Linked DNA regions of Mus musculus: all the other regions are linked to region 3. Evidence: chromatin contacts called from public Hi-C and HiChIP or PLAC-seq data. All regions are on one chromosome and are shown on one strand. The core of a region is the stretch at or near the end of the contact, and the rest is flanking DNA. Distances in the headings are between cores, read along the strand shown. Region 1 has its middle 35 kb from the start of Klf3. Region 2 overlaps Klf3 (Kruppel-like factor 3 (basic)). Region 3 has its middle 34 kb from the start of Gm43837. Region 4 has its middle 51 kb from the start of Klf3. Region 5 has its middle 23 kb from the start of Gm26761.

Region 1 (5,441 bases), core at 293-2,792, 360 kb before region 3:
GGGAAGGGTAATAATTACAAGTAAATCAAATAAAAAACATTAGCAAATAATTCATTTAAATTTAACCACAGTGATAATTATATTAAATATAAATGGTCTAGACACTACACTTAAGAGTCAGAGGTTGTCACACTGTCAAAGAACAGTTAAGATATAACATAAACAAGAAAATCACCTTAAATGTACAAGCCAGCTGCATCTGAAAGAAAGGCAAAAGACATGTTATACAGATATATATTACAAGAAAGCTGGACTGGTTGTATTAGTATCAGAATAGATAATAGAAAATAGAAATGTTACTGGTAATGAAAAGAGATTTTTCATAATGGTTGAAGTGTAAATACCACCTAAAAGATATGATATGCATACTTTTTGACCACTCTAAGCACAAGGTAGCTTTGAAACATTTGTAGCAAAACCTCACAGTTCTGAAGGATTTTTTTTTTCCTTCAGGGTTGGGGATTGAATCTAGAACTTTGGAAGTGTTATCTACCACTAAGCTACAAACACAGCTCTTCGTGAGAGGACGGTTTAACAATCTATAGTTACAGTTTCAGATTTCAACACTTTTCACTTAATAATCAACAAAGCAAGAAGATAGAATCAACAGGAGTTTGAAGTTGTGAACATTGTCATCAATTAACTGGATCTAATTGGACTTGCCCCAAAGACATCTAAATACACATTTTTTTTCAAGTTCACTTAGGATATTAACCAAAGGAGACCATAACTTAACCATGAAACAAGTCCAACAAAGTTAAAAGTATTGCAGTCATAGAGTATGTCCTTTGACTATAATTAAATAAATTAGAAATCAATAGCAGCTATTTGGAAAAATCTCTAAATATTTGGGAACAAAGCAGGACACTTCCAAACAACACACAGATAAAGGAAACAAATCACAAAGAAACAGAAAATATTTTGAACTAGGAGAAAATAAAAACACATGTACAAAAACTTGTGGGATTTAGCCAAGGCAAATGCGAGACAGTAAAGGCTTATATTACAAAGGTCTAAAAATCAGTAATCTAAGATTTCACCTCGACAAAAAGCAAGAAATGAACAAGTTAAATCCAAATAAGAAGATACAAGATCATAAATATAAAAAGCACATATCAATAAAAGAAAAGAAAAAGAAATGATAGAAACTATGAAAACTAATGTTGGTTTAAAAGTGTTCAGTTAAATTATAACCCTCCAGCTAGACTCAAAAGGGAGAGGGCAGACGTTAGTAATACTAGTAGGAAAAAAAAATGTGTTATAGGCACAATAGATATGAACATAATGAAAAAAACTGTAGATCATTTTATGTCAACAAGTCCAACAGTTTAGACGAATTTGTGCAATGGCCTCTTTTCTGTGGCTGTGAGAAAGCACCATGACCAAGACAACTTATAAAAGAGTTTATTTGGGATTAAAACTTGACAGGGATAAGACTCTGTCATGGCAGGGAGATGTGGCAGCAGGTAGCAGGCATGGCAGGAGGAAGTTTAGATTCAGACCTCGAACCAAAAGCATGAAACAGACAACAAGCCAGAAGCAATCTGAATTTCTCTAACTGCTGCAGCTATAAAGGCTCTCTTACACATTATGGGGAAGTTGCACCAAGCCATGAATCTTGCTGAGTCTTAGTTTTTTTAAAAAAGGTTTATTTATTTATTTTATGTGCGTTGTTGGTGTTTTGCCTGTATGTATGTCTGTATGAGGGTGCCAGATCTCCTGGAACTTGAGTTACACACAGCTGTGAGCTGTCAGCTGGGAATTGAACCTGGGTCCTCTGGAAGAGCAGCCAGTGCACTTAACCACCAAGCCATGTCTCCAGCCCCTTGAGAAACCTTTTAGAAGAACTCTGTGAGGTAAAGGATATTTTTGTGAGCACATAATAGCTGGATACTGTACACAGAGACACGGATGGGCCTCTCTGCAATTCTATAGCTACTATAATCTGAACATTTGTCTGCCCAATGTCTGAAGTGGTCCTCTAACAATACAAGTGCTTGTTGGGCCTGCTCATCTTCATGTCATGTTGTAAATGTCAATGCAATTTTTATTTCCTCAGATTAAGTGATTAGATGAAAGCCATATCCAAGCTCTGCAAACACATGGCTGACTGAGCCTAGAACATTTTCTTTTCTGCCTTTACTCTCTCTAGTCCTTGAATCTTCTTGTCTTTGTAACATCTAATCTTCTGGGAGCCCAGGACTTGACGACTTCAGCTTTCAGCCTCTGTCTACTAACCTAGGCCTAGACTGTTTCAACCAATGAAATTTACTCCTGAATAAACTCATCTCTCTTAGCTCTTTCTGAACATTGGCTGGCTGGTTCAACTCAGCTGTCGGCTCCAACTCCTCTTGAAGATAACTGCTTCAAATCGGCTTCTCTCAGCTTCTGACTGAATTGCTCTGCTTGGGAAAAACTGCCTCTGAACTCCATGGACAGAAGTGCCCTGAACTGCACCAAACTGAACTGAACTAAATGGAATAGAACTGAACAGGATTGAATTGGATTCTGTCTCCTTCACTGCTCTTTAAGTAGCCCCCCTTTCTTGCCTGTTCTCATGAGAGTTGGGCTTATCCTATCTCTCAGTTATTCTTTCGAATGTTTCTCTGATTGGTCACTTTGTCTGCCCCTCAATTAGATGTCATTGTATATGGAATTAAAGGTGTATGTCTGTATTCCAGACAGAGGGATTAAAGGTGTGTGATGTGCCTGCATTTATATCTTTGGATGTGACCTCTTGTTAGAGCAGCCATGTTACTGAATTAAAGTTCCTCTGTACCCATAGCCTTGCAGGGCTTGGAGTATCAGCCCTCTAGTTTTCTGTTCATGATTTAGAACTGCCACCTCAGTCAGAATATCAAGTAGAAAACACTTCCAAAGAAAATTATATTTATTTAGTTGTAAAATCTGTTTTACCAGAGTGGGACGTGTCCTCTATGGCACTTGAAGCTTTTAGTTAAATTTTTGGTTGCTACAAGTATTGTGGCTTCCATGTAGAGAACAGTGATTTCATTTTCTTTGGGTAGAATAAAATGTCCCTTTCCTCCCAGTGTAGACTTAGATCTCGGTGCCACTACCAAGACTTGTTTACACAAGGACTCATGAGAGTCTTTACAAGCTGAGAGCTCTGTGTCCTCAGTTTGCAAGATGGGAGGCTCTGTAATGCTTTTCTCTCTCTACCTCCTCAGTTCCTTCCATGTTTCCAGAGCTTCAGAAGTCTGATTTCCTGGAGAGTAGTGTTTCAAAAACGTTTGGACTATCATCCACTATAAGAACTACACTTAGCCAGGAAACTGTGACTCATACCTTTAACTTAGTACTCAGGAGGCAGAGGCAGGCAGATCTCTGTGAGTTTGAGGCCAGTCTGGTCTACAGAGCAAGTTCTAGGACAGCCAGGGCTACACACAGAGAGACCCTGTCTCAAGAAATTGCTTGATTGGGCAGTAGGTCAGTTAGTCAAATGCTTGCCTAGGGCTCATAAAGTCTTGGGCTTGATCCCAAGCACCACACGCACCAAGTGTGGTGGCACATACCTGTAATTTCAGCACATGAAGGGGGAGGCAGATGATCAGAAATTCAGGGTCATGCTCAGCTACGTAGTAAGTTCAAGGCCAGCCTGGACTATATGAGACAATGTCTCAAAACAAAAACAAAAACAAAACAGATGCCCTCCTGTAATATACCTCACAAAAGAAGTAGCACATATTATAATATAAGTATACATATTAGTTTAAAGTATATGGTAATATAGATGATCCCTTTATTTATTGTACAAGTTGGGAAAATTATTACTGAAGATATAACTACACTGGGACAACAGAAAGAAATTGTCTTTTTTGGGGAAAATTGGAACATATGTCCTAAAACCATTTAACCATATTTATTTTGATACATTCTGTTATCTTATCAACCATTCTAGATAATTAAAAAATGCTTTTGGGGATGTGTTAAACTGTTTTCTGTAGCTCACTAATGATTCTCTTCCAAGCACTTTGATTCCCTCTAGAGAAAAACTAGTTTGTTTTAATATTCCTGAGTCCAGAAGCACTAAGTGTTATTAACATAATTATTTTCATATACAAATATGGAGAACTCAGGCTCCAGGCCAGGATGACTCCTAATTGCCAAAGCTACTCTTAATCCAATTGTTCCTACTTATTCAACTACTAAGTCTTTAGCACTCTTTATGCTTCCCAGTGCTGGCGATGGCAAAGGACTGGCTGTTGGGATTGGGTTGTTGTGTTGTAGTGGTGTTTACACTTATAAAAGTATGTCTTCATAGTACGTGTGTATGAGGGAGTACTGTAGTGTGTTGATCCAGAGACCATAGGGACAGCAGGAAAGGAAGTCCAACAAGATGGCCTGTCAGATGGAATTCTGAAGAGGAGTAGCAATTCTGTTTGTCCAGTTTTTCAGGAGGATACTGTTGACTTTAGGAGTGGGAAGTCTCACCAAAGAACTGCTATGCTGCTGGTAGCTTCTAACAGGCTAGTATGTTGTTCTAGGTCTGTTCGACTTACATTAAACTTCATGAGTGTACTGACCAAAGTGGTGGTCTATTTACAGGGGTTTTGGTAGGATTTCGTTTTTTGGCAAGTGTCTCATGAAGCCCTAGTTCATCTCCTAATTTGCCATGTGTGGTGATTTGAATATGCTTGGCCCAGGAAGTAGAACTATTGGGAGGTGTGGCCTTGTTTGAGGAAGTGTGTCACTGTGGGGGTGGACAATGAGACCCTCATCCTAACCACTTGGGAGCCAGACCTAGTGGTCTTCAGATGAAGATGTAGAACTCTCAGGTCCTCCTGCACCATACCTGCCTGGATGTTGCCATGTTCCTGCCTTGATAATGGACTGAACCTCTGAACCTATAAGCCAGTCCCAATTAAACATTGTCCTTGTAAGAGTTGCCTTGGTTATGGTGCCTGATCACAGCAGTAAAACCCTAACTAAGACACCATGTAACTTTGATGAACTTTGATCCTCCTGCCTCTGCCTCCCAAGTGCTGGTATTATAGGCATCCGCCATCTCTACTACCTGGCCTGACCTCATTTCTGACATACAGAGACCATGTGCCAAGTCTCACACTTCTTTCTTCTTCCCACTCTGCTCACTCTGAGTCACTTTTCCCACAGAACTTTCACCTTCTATAAATGTACTACATAGCTGACTTATCTGTGAGGTTTAGTATCTGTTTCCTCCTGCAAGGGAACAAGCTCAAATCAAGAAGGACTGTTTTATCCACTGAGGTGTCTCTTAGCCACTAAAGATGTAGCTAGTGTATGTATAGTAAGGCCCTGATAATCTTGCTTTGGAATGACTCAAAAGAGCTTATTTTTTTCAAAAGTTATTTAAATTTTAATTTATGCCTGTCTAGGAGAATGTGCACATGTGAGTACAGATGCCCGCAGCGGCCAGAAGAGGATATTAGATCCTCTGGAGT
Region 2 (5,434 bases), core at 931-3,430, 410 kb before region 3:
ACCACCCTGTCCAAGCAGAGGCTCAGATGCTGGCCAAGGCAGAGCATCCTTCCTCCTGGCTTACAGCCCTGCAAGTGAGGAGAGGCTCCAAGGGCAGCCATGATTAAAGACGCAATGCCAAGATTTCTTTCTGCACTGAGCTCCTCTGAGCTGCAGGAGAAGCTTCTGTGGCCAACGCTGCCGCTGGCCTGAAGATGTCAAACCATAAACACCATAAACACGCTCTACTGCACTACAGTGACAGCGGTGGGTGAGGGGCGTTGGGGCGGCTGCTGTTTGACATGGGACAACTTTTGGTTGTTCAAGCAGATATGAACATCAAATCCAATCTTCATGAAAACACTATCAATCCCACGTGGATGGCAAAAGAAAAGAAAAAATAAATAAAAAACCAGAAGATTCATGTGGTCACCTTGGGGGACCCATTTAGTGAGGTTGACACAACGGTTGCAGGTCTGGTCCATGTTGTTCTTGGAGACTGTCTTGGCCACGGTTAACTGAGGACAAGTGATACCACACCAAAGAGGCTGTCTGCGGCCATCCACAGCACATCACATGTTTGCAATTCCATGTTTTATTCCGGGACCCCAGGTGCATGGCACTACTAAAACACCAGGTCTGCCTAAGTATACTTACTCTTGCAACAAGGCTTGCGGGGGGGACACTGGGTTCATTAAAGGGGGTGACATTTCTTCAGGGTAATAGTCAGTCCTCTGTGGTTCAATTCCAGGCTCTATTTTAATTTTTTTCTGTAATAAGGGCTTCTCATATGATTCAATTACAGGTACTAAAAAATAAAAAAAATAGAAAAATCATTCTACACACAATGTATCAGTTTCAGCTTGCGAAAGCTCACCTCACGGCTTTTGGGGACTAGATTTTTATATGTGTATTTCTTCATCTCTGGCAAGGTTACCAGCAGGACTTAATCTGTGAGAGATCCTCGCTTCTTTTGAAGCAGGCAGAGGACCCTGCAGCTCAAGATGACTCTCCACCACAAAACCTGGCTAACCCCATAGTCCCCTCCCTAAGGTTGACAAACAGGTAGCTTTTAAGAGCCATTAGCAGCGTGATCAGAAAGTACTTAAATCTCTTTTGTGCCCAGGACTGTATTGGTACTCAGTAAATCAAAGTATAAAATACACTGTGAAAGTAACTAATTGTTGGATGCTCTCCCAATTTCATCACTTCAAAACAAAAACAGAACAATTTGCCCCAGGATATCCTTTTGAGGATATAATAGCTCTGCCCGGTGTCCTCACCAGACTACTAAGCAGGTGCCGGGTGTAGGGGCATGGCAGAATTTACCTGGCATGCCGCTGTTTGAATTGTCCATCTCTTCCGACAAGGAAACCATGAGAGGCTGCTGCAGGTGGCTGGTATACATAAAAGGAACGGGCTGGACCACGACGGGCTGAATGACGGGGAGGATGCCTGGGCTCCGGATTCCGTGTCTGGACAGCGCGGCTGCCATCACAGGCGGCATAGACAGGGGTACTCCAAAGGGCTGCACGCCAGGAGAAGGGGGCGAGTACTTCTTAATGGGCGGACTGGAGGAGGGCATGCTGAGGCCAGGTGACGCTCTCCGGTGGGACGGGAACTTCAGAGAGGAAGGAGAACCGCCCGCAGCAGGCGGGGAGCCCCGCTTGTTCACCGTGAGGTCCACCGGCTCCACCTGTATCCCGTGAGTGAGGCCTTCTGGGGTCTGGAAGAACTTATCAGGCAACGGTGTGGAGTAAATGACCCCATATTTGTTGGGCTTCATCGATTCTATGTAATTCGACGGGAAGGACTATGAGAAACAATAAAAAGAAATAGAGACGTTTAAGGAGACATACTTTAGATCCGGAGGTGTGTGATCCCCAAAAAGCTATGGGAGAGATGGGTTTAGCAATTGCTAGAAAGTAAGGTTTGCTGGGCCCCCAAAAAAACCTGAAGATTAAATTCATGATTTTTATATTCAGTGAGAAGGCTGATGGCTGGCAGGCTCCTAAAGCTGCCTGCATCATGAAGGACTTGAGGCCTTCAGGAGGAGCCAGCACTGAAGGCCACCAAGCAGGCCAAACTATAAAACCTGAGCTGGGTTGGTTTTTGAGACAGAGTCTCACTGTGTAGCTCTGGCTGACCAGGAACTCCCCTCCCTTCTCAGCACTGGGATTAAGGTGTGGCCCACCACACCCAGCACACTCCTCCTCCTGAGCTTCTCTGGCTTTGACTGGGATTACTCTTGGGCTCACACTCTTTCTTCTCTGGGTCAGACGGGCTCAGTCTCTGGACAGCTATGAACTACAACTGTTTTTCCTTGTAGAAGTGACTCTCTGGACCTTGTACCAGCAAAGCACCCAGGAATAGGAGACCGGACCATGAGACTTGCAGCGATGGGGAGATCCTTGTTGTGGGGCACTGAGGAGCCCTTTTCCGGGGTGCTATGGTGGTAATACAAGATAACCTATGTAATCCTCTCAACTTCACTCATGACACACTGGGTTGTCCCAGGAGAGCCTTCCAGCCCTTTATGCAGGAGACGCACTCCAAGGCTGTAAGACTCCAAACTCTCAGATCACAGTGCAGCCAAGGATGGCTAGGCACACTGTTGGGTATACTGACTGAGTGTCTAGGGGAGCAGCAGCCTAAGATGGCAAAGACTGTCACCTTTCTAGCCAAGTCTTAAGTGACAGAGATAAAGAGTAAAAAGATGAGCTGAATGCTAAAAAAAAAAAAAAAAAAAAAAAAAAGACTCCCAATACGGTGCAGAAATATGCAAAGCACTAAAACCAGAAAGTACAAGACACAAGGATTCTGGCATCAGCTCTCAGCAGGGGTGGAAGGGTGAATAATGACCATCCCAAGACCTCATCTCTTCTCTCTTCTTAATTAATTAGAGACAGGATCTAACTCTATAGCACAGGCTGTATTTGAACTTGTAGCAATCCTCCTGCCTCTGCCTCCAAGTGGTGATCTGTACCAGCACCACGCAGCTCTACCTTTCTTTTGAACTAGCCACATCCACCCAAGTATATATATAACAAGGCAGAAGATCCAGTTTATACAGCAACATCAGCATTAAGCCGATTTAAATTTAATTAAAATAGGGGTTATTAAGAGAGCAAGGCTCACAGACACTGTACAAAGAGGATCTCGATAATTAACTCCAGGGAGAAGCTTTCTGTGTTTTATTTCTCCAAAGGGCACAGCTCTGGTGGGAGGCAAGACTCCATGAAACAGATGGGACAGAGGGCAGCAGCACGCGATGCGGCACCTTCCTCATCTCAGCCCTGTTCCTCCAAGACTTCCCACTGACCTAGATTTTAAGGCCCACAGATCCTGGCAGCTGAACAGCAAGCAGAGTGAGGACACCCTGCCACTGCTGCCGCCGCTGGGTTTTTCTCTCCGTGGCACGGACCTCAGAGACGTGGGAATTCAGACACGTGCCAATTTGGTAATATCCTCAGGGTTCTCCTACACTGTTTAACCTACACTGTGCATCTTCTATATACACTTAGTGCAAATGGATGCCCCTCTCCTCTAGACTGCCTTCAAGTCTCCATCAAAGACCCAGGCTAGGTGTAGGGCGTACTCTGGGACAGGCACCCAGCCCCAGGTCCATAATTAACTCTTTCCAGTTCAACTGCCTCACAAAAGGGCAACGAAATATAGCCCTTCCTTGGCTCACCCGCAAGTCTGAGAATCTTCTCTAAACCAGGTTTAAGTATTTGGGTGGAGCACGAAGCCTACAGAGGTCTGGCACCCGTCTGGCAGGCACGGTGTAAAATGTGACGCACATCAGTTGTGACCTGTGATGAAAATTCCACTGGGATAATGCCAATACTTTTGATTCCTGAAGACATGGGGATTGGGCGGGGGAGGGGAGCTCGGACACTCCTCCAAAGGTCTCAGTATTTATAAAGTTGAGACTTAACAGTTTCATATTTTATTAGGTACAGTTTTGATGAGTTCTCTTCACAAGACAGTAAGTGGGTGGGACAACTGACAGGAACAGGAAGTCTCTGCTGATGAACAGGAAAACAAGGTGCATCTGTGACAGGCCACTTAAGCGCTCTCAGACCACAGGTGGGGCTGTGTGCACAGGAAGGCGGAAGGCGTGGCACGTTCATAAACACTCGCTCTGGGCTCCGCAAATGCTCTGAGGCAAACAGAAGGCTTTCTGTCCACCTGGCCCAGGAAAACCACCAAGGGTTCTGTTGGGACAGAGCAGGGAAATGACTGATTTTAAGTACTTCTCAAAGGACAAGGAGTCTGCTGGCTGACAAGGTTCACCAGAAGAAAAAGAAGAGAAAAAAGGGAATTTAGAGAAAGATTAAAAAGTATTTTTTGTTTTTTTCCTTCAATTTGTTTTCTTTCTGATTGCCCGTATCAGAAGGAACCCTCCCTAGTTTTCAATCTTTGTCCTAAGATCTTTCAATCATGTGCACAGACTTTAACACTGTTTATATTTCAGTAAAAGTAAATGGTTTTTTTAAACCATGACAAAAAATACCAAATAATGCGATTGCTTTGGGTAGGATTTTTTAATTTTATTTTAAAGATAAAGGACCGACAACAGGCACGTGGACACACACAACGGCCTTGCTGTGTGTGTGTGTGTGTGTGTGTGTGAGTGTGTGTGTGTGTGTTGGGATTAAAAAAAAATCAAAACAAAACAACCATTCTTGAGGCTGGAGAGATGACTGAGTGTTAAGAGCACTGGTTGGTCTTGCAGAGGACCCAGGTTTGGTTCCCAGCCCCCACGCGGCAGCTAGCCACTGTCTGGGGCTCCAGTCCGAGGGGATCCAATGCCCTTGCCTGGCCTCCTCAGGCGCCGCATGTGTTGCCGCATATACACGCATGCACGCAATCCTGGCACACAGAAGGCTGAAGCAGGAGGACTGCCGTGAGTTAAGGGCAGTATGGGATACACAGCAAGGCTCTCTCTCCAATGAAACAAAAAACAAACTTACAAATGTCCTATGCTGCTGTTAGCACGTGCGTTCTGACTCCTCCAGTCCTTTCTATCAGGGTGAGGGAAACGACATTTGAAGAGCTGACAGCACAAACAGAGGAGGTCTTTTTACTTCCTTCACAGTGAGGACTAAAGCTAACTTCTGGAACTAGAGTGAAATGCTGTGTCATGTGACCACCAGCACACAAAGGAGAATTTATTACAAAAATACTCTTACATATTTCAACTTTATGTGTGTGCTGTTTTTGTTTGGTTTTATTGGTCAACTTGACACATGACTAGGGCACTGGGAAGAGGGATTCTACTGAGCAACAGTCGAGTCTCTTAGACCAGCCTGTAGGCTAGTGTCTGGGGGCATTTTCTTGACTAAAGATTGCTATGAGAGGAATCGCCCGAGGGCCAGTGGTTCTGGGCTTAGCTCTTGAGCAAGCCAGTGAGCAGAGCCCCTCTAAGGTCTCTGCCTCAGTCTCCTGC
Region 3 (5,335 bases), core at 2,108-4,607:
TCACTGACAAAACAACAAAGCCTAACAAAAAAATAAGGTTTGGTATACATAGATTTACATCGACTAAATTGAAAGCAGAAAGATTCTTAGAAAATCTAAAATCCTAAAATGTTAATTAAAACTGCAAATTTATGAAAGATATTAAAAATTAAATCTATAATTTAAAATCTTCTAACAAAGTAAATATATTATCTCAGTCTCAGATAAATCTCCTACACAACAGAAAGATAGATGACTCTTCCCATTCTATAAACCTGGAACACCCACTAGAAACCAAGGCCACTTTGAAAACCGCAAGGCAGCTACTGTACCAAGGCCATGCCTGCCTGCCTGCTGCTGTGCTCTGTCATGCCCACCATGATGCTAATGGACTCTAACCCTCTGGAACCATAAACTCTTTCTTACTTGCCTGCTCATGGTGTTTTATCATAATAGAAAAGTTACTAACGCACGTTACACAAACTCAAGCATTGCTAAGTCCAAGGCATTTGCACATAGCATGACATTCTTGGAGAAACATACATAGAAGGCCCAAAGACTCTGCCTAATATTGTAGAAAAACTTAAGAGTAATGTGCTGCCTAGTCATATGCCAATTTGACACAGAAACTAGAGTTAGCTGAAAGGAGGGAACTTCATTTGAGAAAATACAGCCTTAAGATTTGACAGTAGAACATTTTCTTGATTAGTTATGGATGGGAGAGGGCTCAGCCCATCGTGGGTGCTTCCATTCCCTGGGCTAGAGGTCCTGCATTCTGCAAGGAAGTAAGCCTAGCAAACCATGAGAAGCAAGGTAGAAAGCAGTACTCCTCTATAGCCTCTGCACCAGCTCCTGCCTCGAGGTTCCTGCCCTATTTTAATTCCTGTTCTGAATTCCTTCCATGATGAACAGTGATGCAGAAATGTAAGCCAAATAAATCCTTTCTGCCCAACTTGCTTTTTGGTCATGGTGTTTTGTTGTAGCCACAGAAACCCTAAGACGAGTAACATTGTAGGCACACAAAAAGTTACTAGATACTGTTGAAATCACATATATTACTGCCCAGACACAATGGGCACATAGCAGCCTCATTTAAGAGACCATGTAGCGCTTGTTCATCACACTGCTTCCAGCCCTCCACATACTGCCTTGCAGGCATTTGAGGCTTCCATAAAGGTTCCTTCCAATGACTGTTGGAACGACCAGACTCTCATCCTGGACCCTCACACAGTGCTTTTGCTATCAATTTTCACCAGCAGTTTCTAGAAATAGTGAAGAAAAAAAATCACCATTGTGCAAAATAAAATTCCTTTTCCAGTCACAGATCTGGCCTTGTGGGCCTAAAACACTTCCAGCAACCCACTAGAGGAGAAACAAGGGAAGAGATCTTTTGACTGTGCCCATCATGGGCCTTTTCCAATAGCCCATGAGATAGCACACGCACAAACTTTGCTTGTTGAGTTTCAAGGTCACTACCTCACCCCATTGGTCCATCTCCAAAGTCCCCTTCTAAAATAGAACTTTCCCCTTCTCCTACCAAGCTGCAGCTTTTACCCTCCACACTAAAATACTTGCAATGTCTAAGATTTAAATGTAAGCCCACAGTTTCTCAATCCTGACAGTCCCCAGACTCAGGACAAGGGAAAACTTTCTGTGATGACTAGGTTCCCAATTCAGGGAAATTTTTAAGACTTCTGATCACTCAAGTTCTGTCCCAGCTTGAATTTCCTTCCTCTTTCTTGCCTTTTTTGTTTGAGGAAGGTTTAACTTCAGTGAATCATTGTTAAAAAGTTAGAAGCAAAACAACTCTGATCATTTGCTAGAATCAGGATTTTAACTATCTTCCCCCAAAACCCATGTGTTAAGGCAGAGGTTCTTAATCTTGTGCTGCAATGTTGCTACATAAGTGTGATTTTGCTACTGTTACGGATCATAGTGTAAACATCTGTGTTTTCTGATGGTCTTAGTCCCTCAGGGGTCACACCCCACAGGTTGAGAACTGCTGTGTTAAAGGCTTTGTCCCCCAACATGGTGATGTTGAAAGAGGATGGAGAGATAGAAACCAGTTATTGTAGGCCTTGAATAGAAACATAGGACCTTTGTCTCTTGTTTGCATCCCTTCTGTGGGGTGGATGTCTTTGCTCCCATCAGACACCACCATGATTGACCTCATTGTCAACCAGTCATGACTGAAATCTCCCCAACTGTATACCCAAACAAGCCTTTCTCTCTACGAGTTACTCTCTGCAATCAGGAGCAACAAGCATGGCTTATCACTCCAGTCTCACCTTTGCAGTTCCTGTGGGCCTGGGCTTCCCAGAGTCCTCCACATTTCCATCCCTAGGATGTGTCTGCAGAGCACACCAGGCTAGAATCAGCTGACATTCACCCCTCTTCTGGGTGTGGAGGAAGGAGGCTAGGAAGGAGAGAACTGGTTAACATCTTACCTCTGGTATGTACTGCTGTAGCCTCTCTGCTGCAAATCCCAGCTCCTCGGTGGGTCGCGGTTTCCTCAACAGCCAAGGAAATCTCAGTCTATAGAATAGATTTTAGAGCTAGGTAGCTGATGTTCTACAGAGACGGGGCAAAAGTGATGGTTAATCTTCATTATCATCTTGACAGGACTTAGGGCAGCAAGGAGACACACCTCTAGGTGAGAAAAAAAAGAGCTAATTTCATCTCAGAGATCCCAGCCCCATCCAGGGAGGTCGGGGCGAGGAGCTCAGCGCAGGAGCTTGAAGCAGAGTCCATGGAGTGACGCTGCTTTCTAGCTTGTTCTCTGGTTTGCTCACAGGCTCATGCTTAGCTAGTTTTCTTCTGCAGTCCAGGACCTCTTACCTCGGGAAGATAATTTGGCCCCATCTATAGCAAGCAATTAGCAACTGAAATAAAGTCCACCGGCCAGGCTGATTTTGCAACTCTTCAACTAGGTTGTGTCAAGCTGGTGACAAAACTAACCAGCAAACCAATATACTGACTATAAACTCCTCCAAAAACATCCGGCCTCTGCTTAACTCTGTTTACTCCATTGTGGAGGGAATATTTGCTGTGTGTAGCCAATGCTTCTAAAATTCCAAGATGCTCCTCCTATAGGGACCATTATTTAGACACTCTGGATTCTGTTATTGCTTTGTAAACCACTTCAGTCTTGTTTTGTTCATTTGCTTGTTTTTGATGAGACCCCCTACAGCCTCTTTGGTATGGCACATCCTATAACCCCAAGAACGTGCCTGGTTGGTATGTTTCCTGGAACTTTCTACAGCTGTCAATCTTGTTCACATCCTCAGACTTCCTGAAACAGTTACCATCGAGTCAAAAATAAATACCCTCACAACATGTGCTAAGCCAGCACCCAGTAAGAGGAAGCGAAGGAGAAAGAAACCTTTACAGAGTCTAACTAGCCCTCAGCTGTGCTGGAATTCAGCCAGCCAAACACAACCTCTGCACCATCTACAGCCTTCGTCCCTCCAGCACAGGCCCACTTCAGGAAAGAGTCCAAAGGCTTCCTCCTACCCTTCCGGGCATGCTGCTTTCTGGGCGTGGCAGTTATGGGTTTCTGCACTGATTGTTTTGTGCTTGGACAGCCTATGCTTTTACAAATAGACCCTAACGGCTCTGAAGTCAGTCCTGCTCGGGATCTTCAGAACAGGCTACTATATTGTTTTCATTTCCTGTGCTTTTAACTTCCTTGTCATAATATTATCCTATACTCGTGGACGCCGCTCGTCCATGGGCCCGAGGGAGAGACTGTCACGTGACAGCAGCCGAAAATGTTACATCCAAATTAAGTCATGACCATGCTGAGGGGTTCTACAGACGCTATTTAAAAATTTGGGGGAACGGGGCTGGCGAGATGGTGCAGCAGTTAAGAGCACCAGCTTTCTTCCCAAGGATCTAGGTTTGAGTCTCAGCATCTACATGGTAACCCACACCATCTCTAACTCCAGTTTTGGGGGACCCAACACTCTTGTCTGGCCTCTGTGGGAACGCACATGTAGGCAAAGCACTCACTCACATAAAACAATGATTTGTAAGAATGTTCAGGAAAGAAGATATAAATGTCATATGAACACAAGGCATGGCTTTAGGCATGCCATATGGCTTCCATATAGTGAACTCCAAGTTAAGAATGGCTTAGAAGGAGCCATTGTGTCCAGAAAGCAACCAGGAGGCAGGGGTGTAGCACCCAGGGATGAAGAAGGTGTACGCAGCACGCTGAGCCTCCTCCACTTAGGCCTCCTAAATCAGCAACTCAGAGAATATATGGCCACAGGCCAGACCCCCATCAGATTCCTTCCCTCTCACAATGCTAAGCTGTCCACACCGGTGTTCCACACAATGACCAGACAACCCTAGTCCCAGTTACTGCCACTGACCCTACAGCCTGCCTGTGACACTCAGGACTTCCAACACCCACAGCAAGTAAACTCGATAGCCCATCTTTACCTACAAACACTCTGAGTATGAGGTTGGGAAGGGAAATAAGCACTGGAAATAGCTAATGCTGATTATAAAGCACGAGGTGTTGAAAGACATTCTTATATCCAAAATGTTAGAAAAAACTAAAACAAAAACAAACAAAAAAAAACCCACTATACAATATTATAAATGTATTGGCCCTGAAACATTAACATTTTAGCTGTTCGATTCTTTGCAGTGCTAGGTCCCTCCCATTGTTAGTGATTTCAATGGCTAGGATACAACTAATATTTTGACTGTGTTTTACATTTTATGCTGTGCATGAGATTAAAGCCTCAGAGATCCCCAACTGATCCAAGAGGAATTCTGGAGTCTCCACCCTGATTGCCCTCTTCTTTCAGGAAGAATTCTTTCTCCTGGAAGAGAAGCTGCATTGATTTACAAAATCAAAGGCCGAGGTGAGGCGAGTGTTAAAAAGAAGAGAAAAATAAGCCACCAAGATTTGGGGTTGGAACATCAAACCAACTTTTCATGATTACAGGTTGAGTAGTCATTCTATGTGGGGGTTTTCGGGGGTTTTTTGTGTTTTGTGTTTTTTTTTTTTTAATGGGGCATTTGAAACATAATTTTAAAAGAAATTTTAAGGATTTGTGTATGTACATGAATGCAGTTATTTACGGTAGCCAAAAGAGGGCGATAGATCTCCTGGTTGTGGAATTATCAGTTGGTTGTGAGCTACACAACATGGAACAGAACTTGGGTCCCCTGAAAAGCAGATGACTCATAACTGCTGAACAATCTCTCCAGCCCCTAAAACATAATTTTTTAAATGCTGCTGGGTTTGGTAGTACAGGCCTGTAACTTCACCCACTATGATGGCTGATGCAAGAGAATCATTAAGTTCAGGGTACTCCTTTGGAAGACCTTAACTCAAAAT
Region 4 (5,491 bases), core at 2,815-5,314, 340 kb before region 3:
AGAGATAACCAACCATATGGCAGCATATAGAATAACCAGGTTAATTAAGTTACAAGCTAGCAGGAACAAGCCAAATCTTTAGGCCCAGATATTCATTTATAAATAATTCAGTTTCAAAGTCATTATTTTGGGAACTTGGGCATGGGCAGTAAAGTCCACAGTTACAGGTCTGCCATGTCAATACCCCACTTCTGGTACCAATTTCTGTCTTTGTCAGGGTTATTATTTCAGTGATAAAACACCATGATCAAAAAAGCAAGTTGAGCAAGAGATGGTTTATTTTTCTTATACTTCCATATCACTTGTTCATCTTATGAGGTTCCTTCCTTTCAGATGACTTTAGCTCGTGTCAGGTTGACATAAAACTATCCAGCACAGGTTGTTCACTGAGGAATAAGCACAAACAATAAACAGAAAAGTAGTAATACTGACATCATAGATCCAGCCATGCCAGAGGCCACACTGTGGAAACTAAAGGGCTCTGTTTGCCTTTAGATGTACCTTCCTTGGCTGGGGCACTAATATTCTCTGTGTGTTTGTATATGGAGGCCAGAGGTCAGTCTTGGGTATAATTTCTCAGAGACTTACACTTAGGCTAGGTTGGTTGTTCAGAGAGCAGCAGGGAACCATCTCTGACTCCCCAGCAAGGGACTTGCAGATGCACATCATGGTGCTAGTTTTTGATGTGGATATGGGCGTGTGTGTGTGTGTGTGTGTGTGTGAAAATATGCTTATACAGCAAGCACTTTACAGGACAAGTTCCTCAGCTCTTAATACTAATATTTTAAAGTGGAAACCAACTATTTAAAGTCTAGCGATCAGGAGGCTGGAGAGATGGGGTTAAAAGTGATTGCTACTCTTGTAGAGGACTGGAGTCTGGATCCTTACACCCACAACAGGCAAGGCAACTCATGAATACCTGTAACTCTAGCCCCAGGGGATCCAACCTCTGAGGACCTTTGCATATGCACACACACATAATACAAATAAGATCTTTCTCTCTCTCTTTTTTAATCTAGAGATTAGGATTTTGCCACTTGAAAACAGGAAGAACTGGTCACATTGGGCCACATTCCTTAAGGGGACAACTGGCCAGTATAGTATATCTGTAGCCGCTAAAGCACACCTTCTCTGATTACCACAGAGAGAGCCCCCATCTCCTTATGGTCTCCCAAACCTTGAAGCAGATGGGAACCAACATCTAATGTCACATACAATAGGACTTACTGTCCTCCGGGCACTGGTCTAAACACCTTAGCAAAGCATTCTTCCATCAATCCAGCCACCCGTCCACCCATCCATCTGTCAAATGCAAGGGAAGAAAGCAAATGCCAAGTGTCCAACTCTCTCCCTCTAGTACTCTGGGTTTTGCTCTTGACCACTCCATTGTATCACCTGGTACTGAGTATATTTGAGGTAGTGGGGGAGGAGGCAAGATACCCAAAATCAGATGGTACCAAAGTACAGAGGCTCATGTCCAGGACATTGTGTTTTGTTTAATTAGAGAAGGAGCCACACCAAAAAAGGGGGGGGGTGATTTTTGTAGTTTTAAAGATCAGAAAGTCCAGGCAGGTCAACCCCCCATGTGAAGGCCCTTGGAGAGCAATGCCTATTGGAGGAAAGCAGGTTGATGTCATCCATTGGACCGGATGCAGACAAAAGACATGCAATAGAAGAGGCCCTGCTGGGAGGTTGCCCAGGCTTGCCACGGATACCAGGGGCAGGGAGAATGACCTGGGTATTGGGGTCAGGAAGGTGGCCAGAGGTGTCTTTTGACCAGTGTGGTGTGGGATGAAGCCATCTGTCCAGGAGTCCCTCTGAACTTCATTCATTGATTTCACAATAGAAGAAAGTGGGTTTTGTAACCCGGGCATCCCTGTAGTGCTGGCCTGACTGTTTACTTCTGCCTCGGCCCCCGAGCCTATGAGCAAATACTTCAGGCACTGTTAACGAGCAGAAACTTGAGACAGAACTTATCTTGTAATGCTGGAGTTTGCATCATATCCAGGGCGTGGTGCTATTTTAGAAGGCAAGTTAAATAATTACATGTTTACAGGTTGAGCAAACAATGTGTGTGGCCCAAGAGGGCTCAGGATCTGTTCCCTGAATGCCCAGTGAACTAACTTGTTCAGCTGAAGGGGAGACTTGGAGGTATCAGGTGGTTTCAATGTGATACACATATATAAATGCACACGTATGCTTATATTACATAAGCATATATGTGTGTATGGGCTTATATTGAATATCAGTGTATCACCTTGTAATGGAGTAGGGAAGATTAGAGATATTATAATTCAACTGAGGCTAATTAGACAAGCTCAGGTCATTGATCCATCTCTGTACCATGTGTATTATATGTGACATACTCAATATATGACTTTATGGTTTTGGTGTTTCCTACATAAATGATAAATTGACAGAAGTTAACACTACCATCATAGGTCCATCATAAGCTCCACTCTTTTTAAATATTTTCAAATGTATTTAATCTTAATTAATTAACTAATTAATTAATTAATGTGAGTCTATGTGAGTATATGGCTTGTATGTATAGGTACCCAAAAATGTTAGAAGTGTGGGTCAGGGGGTTGTGAGTCACCTGATGTGGGTCCTGGGGACAGAACTCAAGGTGTCATGTAAGCCATTTTTCTAACCTCTAAACTACTTTCTTTAGAGAAAAACAAATAAACAAACAAAACTACAGTTAAACAACTATGTGCTATGTTCTCCTATTCCAGTGTTATGTCCCCTAGGAGAGGGGATAGAACCTTGTTTGTTTCGGTATTAGTGTGGTTTGGTTGTTGTTTCAGCAGACATGGTCTTGCAATGTTGTCTACCTAGCCTCAGACTTTTGTTGTTTGTTTGTTTCTTTGTTTGTGTATTTGAGGTTTCTCTGGGTAGCCCTGGCTGTCCTGGAACTCACTCTGTAGACCAGGCTGGCCTCAAACTCACAGAGACCTGCCTGCCTCTGCCTCCCAAATGCTGGGATTAAAAGTGTTTGCCACCACTCCCTGGTATGGTCTCAGACTCTAATATGCAATCCTTCTGTCTCAGCCTCCTGAGTAGCTGGGGCTACAGGTGCTGGACCATGCGGTGGGTTGGCTTTGTTTTGCTTTTGCTTTGCTGAGCCTGAGCATCAGGCCCGGGTGCTCAGGCATGCCAGCTTTCTTTCTCAGTTTGTCATCTACTGTCATTCAGTGAGGAGTCATGAGTGGCATTAGTCAGGAGCCACAGGTCACACCCTCACCCGATCTCTTTCCCTGGTTTGTTTCTCTCAGATGATCTCCCTCTCTCTTCTATGTTTGCTTTTCAGGGACAATGAAAACCCCGAGAGCGGTCCTCAGGCTGAGGACAGTTTAAATGCATTGGAAACAGGGCAGTCACTCATCCTTCCAGCTTGATAAGACAAAAAGGTGACTGCTTGGGGGCAGGGTCTCTCCTTTCTCTCCCTACTTTAGGCAGGCTTTAGGATGAGTTGCCCCTGGCGTTCTTAGAGGTAGGTAGCGTCAGGGCACAGGTTTGGTTTCCTGGCCTCCTTTGGGGTGACTTTAAATATGATGTCTTGTTAGTTTTGTGGACCAGGCTTCCCCCTTTGGAGTGAGGGGAAGCTCATTTGGGTGCCTCTGCTTCTATGACAATGACACCAGGGTTTGGCACTCCTTGTCTCTGGCCGTTCTGTCCTGGACTAATGTCACTGTCTCTCGAGCTGTTGTCACCAAAGCCTGTGTGGTGACTTTGGTGCACTTTGAGCCAGGGCAGCGTGGAATAACTTCCTGAAGGATTGCTTCCTTCCCCCGGGGAAGGGTACAGCTGTGCCAGTACCCTGTATCATCCAAGTCTCATTTCCTTATTTATAAATCAGCCTCTGATTGCCTCTGAAATGCCTCCTGCTTGCATAGCCTGTGAGCTAAAGGAGGCTAAAGCACAGGTATGCTGGTGGATATCTGAATTCCCAATACTGGGGAGGGAGTCAGAGGCAAGGGAGATTGTTGTGAGTTCCAGGCTGGCCATGAACATGATTTGATCCTACCTCAAAACCACGAGTAAGAAGTTTCAAAACCATGTCCATGGGATGTTTAAAGTGCCGTGTGTATGACTACCACAGATCAGTCACTGTGCAAATGTACAAGTTATTGTGAGGACAGAAATTTTTGGACTGTGGCCAGGAGGCTTGCAAAAGATTAGATAGATCCCAGGAAAATGACACTTGCTCCCTTCGTGTTTGTGTGTGTGTGTGTGTGTGTGTGTGTGTGTGTGTGTGTGTGTGTGTGTGTGTGAGAGAGAGAGAGAGAGAGAGAGAGAGAGAGAGAGAGAGAGAGAGATCTTTGAAGTTGATGAAGGGCTAAGAATGCCTGGTACACTGGAAGCAATAAGCAGTGTGTGATGTCAAGATCAAGGGCTCTGATGGGCAGGGCCCTTCATTTACCTGTTTCTGGTACTTGATGCTGGTATATGGGTTTTTGATGAGAACTTCTTATTATCAGTAAGTCTTGTGACTTGGCATTACCTCAAGGACACCATCATATGCTGTATGTAATAACAGTGTATTGATGACATACTCTTGTTTCCCATAATAGATTTGGGCGTGTCTGATAAGGACTGACTCAGGATGGGCAGGTCTTTCTCTATTACCCAGATACTGAGACTGGCTTTGGTCTGCAGTTGCTATACAGGTTCATCGCACCTGCCGTCTCTCTGATTCTATTACATGTGGATTCTTGGCAGTGCCATCTCAGTTTAGGGCTTCTCAATCTGGCTTCTCTGGGTCTCTCTGGGTATTTGAGAAATCCTTGCAGATCCTTGCAGAATTAGATATATATGAGTGCATTTCCATAGGAGCAAGGCCAGCCAGAACAAAGGGATAAAAGGGATGCAGCTGGAAGTGGTAACATGTATATAATCACAGCACTGGGAAGACTGAGGCAGGAGGATGGTTCTGAGTTTGAGGTCAGCCTGAGTTACCATGTGCTCCAGGCATCTTGGGTTACAGAGTAAGATCTTATCTCAAAGTGAACAACAAAACAACAATGAATAAAAAACAAAACAAAATGGCAAGAACAATGCCACCGAAGGTGTCCCCAGCTAGGGAGGAATGGAAGGGACTTCATAAGATTAAAATATAAAGGTTTAACCTTAACACAGACATCCCCAGCACTGATAGAGCGATCACAGCACTTACACACACACACACACACACACACACACACACACACACACACACCCGCTCCTCCGGTAACTAGCAATGCAATGGTTTTCATGGTTTCAGAGCAGCTGTCTAGGACTGAGCCCAGGGTAGCTGAGGCCTAAGCATGCTTGATGAGTAACTGTGAAGACTCGGCACGTTCTTTGTCCTTAGAAAGGGGGACTGTTTTGGTTTTCCCCCTCAAGAAACGTACGCGTCATAGGACAGTTTCCAGGGAAAGAGAGAAACCGACTTTAACGGCAGCAATGTAAGAGTATCAAGTCAAAGTTTCAGGGTGCGACTTTAAAA
Region 5 (6,151 bases), core at 822-3,321, 270 kb before region 3:
CTGGGTGTGGGGTGGTACATGCCTTTAATCCTAGCACTCAGAAAGCCGAGGCAGGAGGCTCTCTGGGAGTTCAAGGACAACAAGGCTCCATAGTGAGACCTGTTTTCAAAGTTTTAAAAGTGAGAAGGCTATGAGGTAATCCAGACTACAGACATCAGAAGAGTGAAGCAGCAGCCCCTCTGCCTTGAGGATGGAGCACTAAGCATTCATGAAAATGCCAAGCTGGTATTGGAAAGCTTTAAACTAAGACAATCCTTGAACATGTATGTGCTTGTTAGCCCTCAGAACTTTCATGGGGCTAAGTATAAATTCTGTGTCATTTTCAAGACAGGGTTTCCCTCTGTGTAACAGAGTCCTGGCTGTCCTGGAACCAGCTCTTTTGCTCACAAAGATCTGCCTGTCTCTGCCTCCTGAGTGCTGGAATCAAAGGTGCACGCCACCATGACCGGCTAATTCTATTCTTCTCAGAGAAGGAAACTAAAGTGAAGAGAGTGACACAGATGGCAGGATGTTCAGGGTGTCTCCTGGGATCAGCATCACTAAGGTCAGTCCCCTAACTATCTGATATACAGTCTTCCTTCCAGAAGGTTCAGTAGGGAGGAAGCAGATGCTGAGGCCCTGTGAAGGCTTGAGAAGCCTTTGAGGTGGCAAAGAGCAGCTTGACTTAATGCAGTTAAGCTGTAAGTATGGTTTTGGAGTTTTGGTTCTTTGAAAACTAGCCATCCTGGAGGGTCTTGAATACAAATGTTCCAGGAATAAGAGTGGGAAGCTGCAGAGTGTGGTAGGGAATGGACTGGGAAGGAGATGAGATAAGATCTGAGGCTCACTGGGGCTGGAGAGTAAGCAGCGATGCTCTCATTACAGAGGCCTGGCTTGAAGATGGAGGCCAGTGGTCCTCAGCACATGTTCAGAGGATAGGACATGATCGGGCCAAGTCTACACCAATGCGGGCCCCAGCTGGCATTCACAGTATAATCCAGTAATTGGGAGTCATCCAATACACTAGACAGTGGGGCAGTGCATCACAGTCGGGGGTTGCTAGTGAGCTCTGACCTGAGGAGGAGAATCTACTCATCATGGAGAGGAGACAAGCCCAGGGCTGGTAAAGATGCTGTGCTAGAGGGAGAGAGGCAGACTGGATGTGGGCCTGGATTGTTGGACAGGGTGTGTTGGGAGTTGCGGAGATGGAAGCATGAGAAAGGTGCCATTTGTGACTTTCTGCCCTTCCTCAGATGAATTGACACGTGTGAGCTCCATTCTTCTTTTTTTTTCTTTCTCTCTCTCTCTCTCTTTTTTTTTTTTTCAAGACAGGGTTTCTCTGTGTAGCCCTGGCTGTCCTGGAACTCACTCTGTAGACCAGGCTGGCCTTGAACTCAGAAATCTACCTGCCTCTGCCTCCCAAGTGCTGGGATTAGAGGCGTATGCCACCATGCACAGCGTGAGCTCCATTCTTGCCTACAGTCTTGCGAGGGAGGATTGGTTCTCATACTTTATAGATACGATCATAATTTATTAGAGTCTCCAGGGCTAATCAGAGGCCATGGTCGAGGCCGAATTTGAACACAGACCTCATTGTCCATCCCCAATACACAGTGAGGGCAGAAGGTCCCCAAGGGGACCTAGGAAACCAAGTTGTGCCTGTCTCCTCTGATGAGATTTATGACTGGATGACCAGACTTCTCCCATCCTGCTTCTATCCCAAGCTCCTTACAAGGGAACCTGCTTGGAGGTGCTCAAGTCAGGGCTTGCAAATGGAAGGGGCCCTCAGGAGACCTGGGGGATGGGGCAAGGCTAGGGCAAGGCCTGGGAGTAAGTGTGGTTAGGTTGAATTAAGTGGAAGAGTAAGTTGCTCAGAATACCGCAGGCCTACACCATTCTAAAATGAGTTTACAGTAATTCTAGATAAAAAACATGACATTCAGAGACAATGCTTAGAGATGGGGGGGCGGGGTTGGTTTATTTTATTTTATTTTATTTTTCTCTGACAGTTTCAATATAATTTAGCACTTTCACTTTGGCAGATAGGCCTGACCTTTCTGTGGTCTGAGGACCGCTGACTCAACATCGGGGTAAGGCATGGGGCACACATGACTGAAAGCTAGCCTAGCTATTTCCAGTGCCCCGTATCTCCTCACTTGGACTTTGGAAATCTCTGAAACCTGGACCCTTCGCTCTGATGGAACTGGGTCTAGGTAGGGCATTCATTACTTAGAACCTTTTTAAAAATGAGGAATTTCCCCCAAGTTCACAAGAGGCAGAGCAGGGTGCTGGTTTAGCTCCATTCTTCCCCATTTTTTTCTTAGGTGGTGCAGATGGAGACTGGAGAAAGAAAAAGAGGAAGGAAGAGGAGCGGGGGAGGGACCACAGCAGAGTCGGGGAGCTCTCGCTTCCCAGGGAAGACTTTGTTTCTTCCCAGAGCTCAAACTTAGGTTTTCCTGGACTAAAAGAAGGTTTGTCTCCTCTAAATAACCACTGTAGAGTTTATTTAATTTTTTTCTGGGTTCATGTTCCCGTGGAACCAAACTATGAACTTGATCATTCCTCACCTGAAAACACAGAGCCAACTTTCCACCTTCACAAAAACAAAAGGCAGCACCTACCCCATGCCCAAACCCCAAAGTGATGTTTCACACGCTTATCAGAAATCAAATCTGCTGTGCACACCAGGAAGTAGGGCCAGCAAGCCAGCTGTAGCCAAATCAGATCTTTCCCCTTGACTTCCAATGGTGAGGCGCAGGACTTGCTGACGGGGAAGAAATGACAAGAGTGAGGTGAGGGTGCCTTGCTGTTGCCGGTCGTTCGGAAGACAGAGAACATGGCTATCTTCCGTTTGGGATAAGGAGAATCTAGAACCAGCAGAGATCTGGAGATGGTGAGCGCAGGGCTCAGAAGTCAGATGAGGTCACGATTTAGAATTTCATGTGCCCTCAGTGCGATCCTGGTGGGCTCTATGGATTTTCCCCTCCAAGAGTAGAAGCTGAACTCTGGTGTGAATAAAAAGGAAGCTGTCAGAAATAACCCTGATGCAGAAAAAGGAAACAAAAGGAGGGGCTGGGGGGAGGCTCAGTCAGTAAAATACTTGCTGCACAAGCATCAGAGTCTAAGTCTGCATCCTCAACACCCACGTAAAAGCGGGGCCCACTGGAGCACAGCCCGAACTCCAGCACTGTGGGAATGGCTGACACGGGAAATTCTGGAAGCTCACTGGACCGCCAGGCTAATCGTGACAAATCAGTGCACTCCAGTTCAGCGAGAGACCCTGTCTCAAAATACAGGGAGGAGTATGATAGAGGAAGATGCTCAGCTTGACCTCTGGCCTTCACACACACATGTACACACATGCATGCACATGTGCACACATCCAAATGCATGCATGCACATACACCACACAACATCACATAGGCCACACACACACACACCCTTATTCTAGCTGGTGGACTCAAGCCTCAAGCTCAGGTGGAGTGTGCTCCTAGTTTTCACTTCAGAGTTATCATGAATGTTATCATGAAGAATCCGGAGGAAGCAAGCAATAAAATGCCCATAAAATGGAGCCACCATTTTGTCCAGTGTGAAATCACCCAGGAGAACTAAGCTCTGTTCTGAGGCAGTACTGACTTGTTGGAAGAGTAGAGAGAGGTGGGCTTCTAGATGACTTTTATTTTCTCAGCAATGCAAAAGGTTTGTATTTGCTCTCCAGTCATTAAACCCCAAATGTCAAAGCACCAAATGATTTGAGCCTCTGGTTTTTAAGGACTGAAACGTAAATACGGTTATATTTCAGGGAGAACATCCTAATCTGGGAGGATATAAAATGTTTTTGAGGATGAGGGTGGTCCTTGGAAGTGAAGGTGGTCACTGGTCATTGGTCACTGGTGGTCCTCTGCTGTCCTGCAGACACTGAATTTCTGGTGCCTCCAGTCACAGAATGATTATGCTTGGTTTCTGTGCATATAGACTCTTGCATATATAGAATCGTGCATATATAGAATCGATCTATGCATGGTCATTATTATATGTGGATGAAAACCCCCTGTAGAACCAGGATCACACTGAAGCCACGTAAATTCTAAATCATGACCTCATCTGACTTCTGAGCCCGTCGCTCAAAATCTTCAGATCTCTGCTGATTCTAGATTCTCTTTATTCCTGATTGAGACTAGCAACTTTCTTCTGTCATTTCTTGAGTTTTACCATTGAAAGTTAAGGGGAAAGATCTTATTTGGTGACACGGGCCCTCTTAGTCCTACAAGCTTGAGTTTGGGGTCTGTGGCTTTTAGGACCACAGGCATGCACAACCACACCCCAAACCTCGCTTTTTAAAAGACAGTTTTAGAGTAACAGGAAAATGGAAGAGATAATAAGACTTCCTATGTCGTTCTTCCCTCGTTTTAACGTAAATTTAACATCTGCTCTCATGGCACATCTGTTGAGGTTATGAACCACTCTCGACCCATCAATTAAAGCCCCCAGAGTGCTCCCATCTCCTCTGTTTCTTCTGCTGAGCCAAGATTCCATCCAGGTAGCACATTACTACTTTGCTCCTCTTAATGGGGAATCTCTCACCCGCTTTCATGGCTGGATGGCGTTGACAATTCTTTAGTGATCATTTTTATTGTCTGTTCTCTGTAGAGGTCTATTTTTACAGCTTTCATAACATCTAAATGAGGTACTTTATTTCTTTAATTATTGAGCTGTGAGCCCTGTGATTTTAGTATGAGATACCTATGAGGTGTGTGACTTGTGAACATTTTCTCCATCTGTGTAGGATGCAATAGCTCACTTACTTACTTGTTTAATTTTTTTAAATGTATATATCTATTTTTTAATTCAAATTTTTATACAATATATTTTAATGATTTCTTCTACCCTGGTTCCTCCCAGATCTCTCCCACTTCCCTCCTCACCCAACAGCATGGTCTTTTAGTCTTTGAGTCAGGTGTGTTAGTCCCTGAACACATCTGATCTGGTCTGACTGTATTTAAAATTCAGGGAATAGACCTAGGGTCTCATGTATGCTTGGTAAATAAATACTCTAGTATTAAGCTATTTAGAACCTCTCCACCACCCCCCCTTTTGTTCCCACTTTGTTTCTGAGTTGCCTGGGCTGATCTTGCACTTAAGATCTTCCTTCCCCAACCTCCTGAGTACCCAGGTTTATGAGCGTGACTGATCACAGACACTACATTGCCACCACATCCCATCAAGGGTACGTACCATCAGCACGGCCTGCCCTGCTCTAGAGTAGCCTAGGCCACCTGGTTAGACTTCTAGATGGTAAACTTTGTCTTTTCCCTGGTCCTCCCCACCATAGGAATGGGCTTTATGATCCATGTTCTTCTTCTAGAGTGGAGTCTCTGCACAAATTATACAGAGAACCCCCATGCAGAGATTTGACTATTGTAGTTGTTAATTAATCCAGTCACTCATTAGTGTCAGGGTGGACTCTTGGAACTTTATACTCTGGGTTTTAATTAATTCTTTTGGGTTGCCTTGGCTTTGGCCATGGTGAGCTTTCCCAGTTGACTCCTTGTTCTAGAAATGCCCACCACCTCTCCAGCTTTCCTTGTTCCTTCACAAGCTGCCCAATGCTGGCCATAGACCTGGTGCTGGCCACAGCTCTGCTTTGGTGCGTTTGTGTCCTGCACCGTCCCCAGTTCTGTGTGGTTTTGTACTCTCTTCCTTTGCCAGTTCTGTCTCCCTTTGTGCAGCCTGGAGCCCTCCTATGGGCTGAGTTTTAGGGTAAGTATGTGGCCACCAGCACCAGGCACCTTTATCTTTATCTCTAGTCAGGAAGATTCATTTTGCTGTTTCCCTTAATCAACACCAGCGACAAAACCCAAAAGCTCTTTAGCCCCCTCAAATGGCTTTTCCATTGTATATTCTACACTATGGGTATTATGGGCTGTGGAAACAGAGTCTGTCTTAAATTCTTCATTTATACTAATAAGTCGCAGACATATCCCCAGGTAAGAAATCAGCTTCTCTCTGAGGCCAGGGAAGCAGGTAGGCTAACTGCAGATCTTCATCTCCCCCTCTGTTTCTTCAAATTCAATCCCCTAGTCTCTTCTCTAGTTCTGGATCAGACTATCAACTGAGGCATCCCTCCCCACTGCCCCTGACCCCATCTCTGATGGATCACACACACCTTCCT

Evidence for each region. A called contact is a pair of places that touch in the nucleus more often than the background predicts. HiChIP or PLAC-seq counts read pairs in DNA pulled down with a chosen protein or histone mark.
Region 1: a Hi-C map of bone marrow-derived macrophages shows a contact between it and region 3, with 21 read pairs. The contact joins two enhancer-like sites. A contact is called at or near these places in 1 of 15 datasets of contacts at CTCF or cohesin (the NIH/3T3 cell line), 1 of 484 Hi-C or Micro-C datasets (bone marrow-derived macrophages) and 3 of 115 datasets of contacts at active chromatin or transcription factors (bone marrow-derived macrophages and embryonic stem cells).
Region 2: an H3K4me3 HiChIP or PLAC-seq map of embryonic stem cells shows a contact between it and region 3, with 21 read pairs. The contact joins two enhancer-like sites. A contact is called at or near these places in 1 of 39 promoter capture datasets (cancer-associated fibroblasts), 2 of 15 datasets of contacts at CTCF or cohesin (the NIH/3T3 cell line and embryonic stem cells), 16 of 484 Hi-C or Micro-C datasets (the HPC-7 cell line, bone marrow-derived macrophages, embryonic fibroblasts and 5 more), 23 of 115 datasets of contacts at active chromatin or transcription factors (the 230-238 cell line, the HL-1 cell line, T-cell acute lymphoblastic leukemia and 16 more) and 2 of 9 other capture datasets (adipose tissue and liver).
Region 4: an H3K4me3 HiChIP or PLAC-seq map of bone marrow-derived macrophages shows a contact between it and region 3, with 7 times the contacts expected there. The contact joins two enhancer-like sites. A contact is called at or near these places in 1 of 15 datasets of contacts at CTCF or cohesin (the NIH/3T3 cell line), 1 of 484 Hi-C or Micro-C datasets (bone marrow-derived macrophages) and 3 of 115 datasets of contacts at active chromatin or transcription factors (bone marrow-derived macrophages, double positive thymocytes and embryonic basal ganglia).
Region 5: an H3K4me3 HiChIP or PLAC-seq map of bone marrow-derived macrophages shows a contact between it and region 3, with 6 times the contacts expected there. The contact joins two enhancer-like sites. A contact is called at or near these places in 2 of 484 Hi-C or Micro-C datasets (B cells and bone marrow-derived macrophages) and 7 of 115 datasets of contacts at active chromatin or transcription factors (CD8 T cells, bone marrow-derived macrophages, embryonic stem cells and 4 more).

Annotation. Positions count from the first base shown.
Region 1 is chr5:64,765,667-64,771,107 of GRCm38.p6, reverse strand. No RefSeq gene overlaps it. Among named protein-coding and RNA genes, the nearest start is that of Klf3, 35 kb to the left of the region's middle. Within about 2 kb of position 1,542, at least 2 of the 459 cell types and tissues checked have an H3K27ac peak or open chromatin away from gene starts, as enhancers often do. A contact at or near this core is called in bone marrow-derived macrophages, where this site is marked.
Region 2 is chr5:64,818,232-64,823,665 of GRCm38.p6, reverse strand. It overlaps Klf3 (Kruppel-like factor 3 (basic)), which reads right to left. Exons shown (of 6, transcript NM_008453.6): 3 at 1,309-1,792; 4 at 637-787. It overlaps Gm31684 (a long non-coding RNA gene), which reads right to left. Exons shown (of 2, transcript XR_376977.2): 1 at 4,959-5,434; 2 at 3,916-4,199. Among named protein-coding and RNA genes, the nearest start is that of Gm31684, 4.1 kb to the right of the region's middle. Within about 2 kb of position 2,180, at least 24 of the 459 cell types and tissues checked have an H3K27ac peak or open chromatin away from gene starts, as enhancers often do. A contact at or near this core is called in embryonic stem cells, where this site is marked.
Region 3 is chr5:64,408,908-64,414,242 of GRCm38.p6, reverse strand. No RefSeq gene overlaps it. Among named protein-coding and RNA genes, the nearest start is that of Gm43837, 34 kb to the right of the region's middle. Within about 2 kb of position 3,357, at least 66 of the 459 cell types and tissues checked have an H3K27ac peak or open chromatin away from gene starts, as enhancers often do. A contact at or near this core is called in bone marrow-derived macrophages, embryonic stem cells and microglia, where this site is marked.
Region 4 is chr5:64,749,739-64,755,229 of GRCm38.p6, reverse strand. No RefSeq gene overlaps it. Among named protein-coding and RNA genes, the nearest start is that of Klf3, 51 kb to the left of the region's middle. Within about 2 kb of position 4,064, at least 35 of the 459 cell types and tissues checked have an H3K27ac peak or open chromatin away from gene starts, as enhancers often do. A contact at or near this core is called in bone marrow-derived macrophages, where this site is marked.
Region 5 is chr5:64,673,306-64,679,456 of GRCm38.p6, reverse strand. No RefSeq gene overlaps it. Among named protein-coding and RNA genes, the nearest start is that of Gm26761, 23 kb to the left of the region's middle. Within about 2 kb of position 2,071, at least 67 of the 459 cell types and tissues checked have an H3K27ac peak or open chromatin away from gene starts, as enhancers often do. A contact at or near this core is called in bone marrow-derived macrophages and microglia, where this site is marked.